Linked DNA regions of Capsicum annuum: region 2 is linked to region 1. Evidence: chromatin contacts called from public Hi-C data. All regions are on one chromosome and are shown on one strand. Each heading gives the region's core, a stretch centred on a gene start, on an enhancer-like site or on the middle of the called end of the contact. The rest is flanking DNA. Distances are from core to core; before and after follow the strand shown.

What was found. Hi-C and Micro-C count contacts between places; a contact is called where the count stands out from the background.
Region 2: a Hi-C map of leaf shows a contact between it and region 1, with 2.5 times the contacts expected there. The contact joins two enhancer-like sites. A contact is called at or near these places in 2 of 5 Hi-C or Micro-C datasets (leaf and placenta).

Annotation. Positions count from the first base shown.
Region 1 is chr11:79,830,753-79,833,371 of UCD10Xv1.1, forward strand. It overlaps LOC107847902 (ALBINO3-like protein 1, chloroplastic), which reads left to right. Exons shown (of 11, transcript XM_016692499.2): 9 at 63-320; 10 at 397-703; 11 at 955-1,387. The coding sequence ends at 1,032. Among protein-coding and RNA genes, the nearest start is that of LOC107847902, 5.5 kb to the left of the region's middle. Within about 2 kb of position 1,294, at least 4 of the 5 cell types and tissues checked have an H3K27ac peak or open chromatin away from gene starts, as enhancers often do. A contact at or near this core is called in leaf, where this site is marked.
Region 2 is chr11:80,204,257-80,206,875 of UCD10Xv1.1, forward strand. No RefSeq gene overlaps it. Among protein-coding and RNA genes, the nearest start is that of LOC124889129, 6.5 kb to the left of the region's middle. Within about 2 kb of position 1,300, at least 2 of the 5 cell types and tissues checked have an H3K27ac peak or open chromatin away from gene starts, as enhancers often do. A contact at or near this core is called in leaf, where this site is marked.

The DNA of each region.
Region 1 (2,619 bases), core at 44-2,543:
ATTGACCACTATTGTTCTCCTATGGTCAATAATATCTCAGAATTGCTTATCATCTTATGAAGGTTCACAAACAACATACTTAGCACCACTCAACAATTATGGCTTCAAAAGTTTGGGGGTGCAAATATTTCAACCCTGAAATTAAGTGATGATACTTCTAGGAAAGAGCAACCTTGGGGTGCAAAAATTCCAACCTCGAAATTAACTGATGAGAATTCTAGGAAAGAGCAACCTCAAATTCATAAATCAATCTCTGAAGCAGCAATAGCTAAAAAGAAAGACGGGAATCCTACTTCAGATAAGCCCCGCCAGGGTGAAAGGTTAGAAAGACTTCTGGCCCTTGTTTGGAGTTGAGAAGTTTGTGGTTAGGAATTTATTGTTTATTTATATTTTCAGGTTTAAACAGTTAAAGGAACAAGAAGCAAGAAGACGGCAACAAAGGGAGGGGGAGAAGAGGAGAGCGGAGGTAGCAGCTAATAGGAAAGAAGACAAGTCAGCGGAGATGGAAAATAGGATAGGAATTCACTCTATGAATGGTGATTCTACTAGTCGTGACACTTCCACTTCTAAAAATTACCAGGTTGTAAATGGTGATAGTGCTTCTTTGGTAGTGAAGGAAGACAAAAGAATTCAGACTGGTGAAATTTCAGATGATGATCACAACCTTGGAGAAGGTCGGCATGTTTCTGACGGAAGAAAGAAGGTAACTTAGCATCTCTTGGTTCAAGCTGAACATCAATATATGTGGACAGTAGACGGATATATCTTGCATCAAAAGATTATTGTTATTGTGATTTGCTATTCGCCCAAATTTTTAGGCTCTCATTGACTTCTCTTTTCGTCTTCAGGGAAGTTAAATATTGTAAGTTATATTACTTGTGTGCAAGTTAATATAAGACAACGATATTGTTAATTGACCAAATCCTAATTATGGATTTTCATTCCCTTTTTCAGGGCGAAACTGTTGGTTCTACTAGAGCTACAGATCACAAACCTCCACGTGAAGATTCACAAGAAGACAGAGGCGAGTAAGCAACTTAAACAAAATACCATACTTTTACACTCGTAACATGGGGCTACTTGAATCTGGCGAAGTGCGTCAGAAACCTAATGCAAATATTGGTTTCATGAGCTTTGGCGGACCAAATTTAGACGAGATTTACATTTGGAGGCTGCAGAGTTGTAAATTATGATGTTTAAGAGTGTGAAATGGCAATTTCTGCTGATTCTTTTACGAGAATAGTTGGGTAAGTAGTGTAAAGAATCTGCGTTAGCACCTAAAAGAGATTAGCGTCATAGGTTTGATATGAATATACTTAGCATATACCAGTGAATTAGAATTGTTGTAGAACAGCGTTATATTCTGTCAAATTTGCATCTCGTGTCACGCAGCGTTTTTTCCTTTTCAATTTTTCTTGTTTGCAATAATAATTGGAACCCAGGAATTGGAGAGTGACTAAGATCATACTTGGAAACTTATTTTTTTGGGGGATATAAAAAACCCACCGATCCAATCGTAGTTATTAACATTTTATTATTAGAAAAATTTATCAGAAAGCTTGTGGTTGCAGAGTTTGGGCTATAACCATAAAGGAAGTCTAATTCCTTTACTTATGGAAAATCCTTTGGGGCATCAGTAATTGTAACTCAACATATGATTTCTTGGGGTGTACGTATAAGCATAATGCCGTACCCAACGCATATTCTCATTGTTCCTCATAATGCATGTTCGTGTCAATTATAATATCCGGTACATATTTAAAAGAAAAAAGATATCATTTCACTTTTAAATATTTAAAAGAAAAAAGATATCATTTCACTTTTAAACTTGTTCTTGTGTACTTACTTTAACCCTTGAATTAAATTTTTATTTATTTACTCCCATTAACTGTAAACTATATCAAAATATATCCTTCGTAGCCCGACTGAAGTAGCGTGGAAGCACTTATTGTTGGATGCATTAAATCAATTTAATCTGTATTTTTTTAATAAATTAAAATGCTCTTTTCACACTCCTAACGGTCATAATCCGTTTTTCCTCTTTAAAGAACCCTAATTTTAGCCCCCTTCTTCTTCCTCTTCCTCTGCTTCTTCTTCTTCTTCTTCCTCCTCCCCCTCTTCCTCTCTTCCTCCTCCTCCTCCTCCTTTGCTTCTTCTTCCTCCTCCTCCTCCTCTTTCTTTTTCTTCTTCTTCTTTGCTCAATCCATGAAACTGATGCAAAAATTGAGATTGTTTTCTCTTTGTTTTTATTAATCCGCATAAATTCGAGCTTAGGAAATGTAAAGTTGAACTAATTTTATCCCTCTCCCCGTCTCCTGCTATTAAGGTTTGATTTCATTCATCTCCTTCGTCTATCATTTTGTTAGAGATTTCTCTAATATTTTTTTTACTTTAAATCTGTTTTTGAATTTGTTGAAATAAATTTCTTGTAGCACACAATGAGGTTAATTAAATTGAGTAAACTTTGTATAACAGAAAATAATTTTGTTTTGAAGCAAGAAGTTTGTTGTAACCACAGAGTATTGTTGCATTTATGATATCTTGGACTTAAAGAAATTTCAGTAGAAGATATTGAGCGTGTCCTTATTATGAGGTAGATATCAAATTTTACACTTTTAC
Region 2 (2,619 bases), core at 50-2,549, 370 kb after region 1:
ATAAGAAGACCTTATGGGTGGACGAACGACTCATACCATGTGTCTACTTACTTTTCCTTTTTCGTTTTTATTAGGGATTTCTGGGTTATTTTTAGATACTATAAATACCCTAGGGTTTATCCTGTAATAGGCTACATTCTTTTACATTCTCTTACGTTCTTTGATACACTCTTACACACTTTTTACATACTTTGCATTATTCTTGAGATTTTTGGGTTATTATTCTATTGAAGATTTTGAGTATTATTCATCTTATTTTGTGAAATTAATTACATGAATTCTTCATTGATTATCATAGATTCTTGCATGAACATGAGTGGTTGATTTCCCTAACTAAGGTTATGGGAACCCTGGCAGATTAGCTACATAAAGGAAGTGGGAGATTAATTTATTCTAACATTTCTGCATGTATCTTAATATTCTTCATAATAATTGACCTCATAGCTACTGCAGATGCTTGGGGATAGCCTGCATTCGCAAACTTCCTCACAAGGGAGTTTGAGATTAGGAAAAGAGGATTAAAACAGTAATTTGTGATTCACATCCATTTTATTATTCCGTCATATCATCTAATCAGGATGATACACAAAAGATGAAAGTTGAACTAAAGTAATAGCCAAGGAGCAATAAGGCGACCAACGGGTAAGATTTATCAACACGTTCACAGGACGGTTGATAATACATAACTGGTCGACTTTACATATAGAGAAGTAAAATGGGTGGGTTGAACACGATAGATTTATGAAGTTGAGAAGCCAGGGATAACACGGTCCTAGTGTTCATTTTTTATTGTTTACAATTGAAAGCATTCGAGATTTGGTTACTACTTATGATTGATTTCAAATCCCCCATTTACTTTTCTTCGTTGCTCATAGATTTTAGAAAGTTAAACAACTATTCAATATTTTCCCAAGTAGGGTTACTATATTTAGCACCGACCACAGCATACCTCTTTGGAGGTTAGTTTTGGGTGACATCAAAGATAAGGAAAATACTGAATGCAATAGAATTCAAGAAAGCTCTAAGGGTAAGAAACCAGTGATTGCAACAGCGATCCTTCCCCGACGACTTTATTTTTTTTATATTAGTGCTTATACGAGCTCAAATCCTGCAAAACCCATTGTCTCTAACAAATTAGGCATTGGTTAAAGGGAATATACTATCGTACAAACCGCCCAGCCAACGGGATGGGAAGAAAATAGTTAAGCTAACAACGGAGGATATTCAAGCAGCTGATGAACATTAGTCGACAACTCTTATTGGGTATGCTCTTGGAGACAATCCATATGGGAAATCTATGGATAATTTAATAACCAGTGTTTGGAATTTTATGATGAAACCCCAAATCCTTTACCATGCTAATAGCTATTATGCATTTCAATCTGCTTTAATTGAGGGCAGGGATGAGGTAATCCAATCATGACCTTACACTTATCACAATAAACCTATCATCCTAAAGCCTTGGGCAGTAGATTTTGTATTTGATACTGAATGCATGACAATGGTTCCCATAAGGATAAATATACCTTGGTTGCCTGCGGATTGTTGGACTATTAAAGCACTAAAAAAGCGGCTAGTGGAATTGGTAAACCCCTACATACAGATAGGTGCATTGTGGAATAGAATAGGATCTCTTATGCTAGAGTACTGGTGGAGGTTGATATCTTATATCTACTCCAATACTAAATTAACATTTACATACCTTCTTGTACCATTCAACAAGAGGTTGAGTATGATTGGAGGTCAAAATTCTTCTCTGATTGTATTAGATTTAGACATATAGATGTGTATTGTTGGTCGAGGATAAAGGAATCTTCTCAGTAAAAGAAGGAATATCAAGAGGAGGGAGAGTTTAAATAACTTCCTAAAAGGAGGAAAAGAGTAGTGCAGACATGGCAGGGTTGACCAGGTGATGTTGTTGTCCAGGTGTAATTTGGGTTTACTACAATTAGAGATCATGAAGCAGCTACACTTGAGGATCCTGCTATAAATATGCAAGAAAGAAATGTGCCTAAGGAGAGGTTAGGTAATAGATTTTCTATATTAACAAGACTTGAAGGAGATGGAGCTAGTCCCTTAAGATCCACCTAAGCACTTGCTTATTAAACTCTATGAATATTTGCACATGGAATGTAATAAGGCTTAATAAGCCTTTTAAATAGAAGGAGGTGCTACTCTTTTTGTGGAAGAATAAAATAGATGTCTTTGGATGCTTAGAAACTAGAGTTAAAGAAAGAAATGCTAAGGTTATTCTATAGAAATTTAATAATGATTGTTCTCATGTTTGCAATTACCCACATGGTGAGAATGGTAGAATTTGGGTATTCTAGAAAAAGCATTTAAATGTACAAGTTCTGTAGGTGCATGAGAAATATGTGCATTGTAAGGTGCAAAATTTTTCCATGGGGTTCTCAGCCAGTCACTGTTGTGTATGATAAAAATGAACTAGTTCGTAAAGAAGAGTTATGTTCTAACCTATAAAACATTGGTGGTAGTGTACATATTTTGTGGACTATAACAATGTCTATCCATAGATAATTAAATAGGACAGCCTATTAATAGAATGAGGTAAGTTGATTTAAGGACTTGGTTGATAATATTCAAACAACCCCTTTGAGA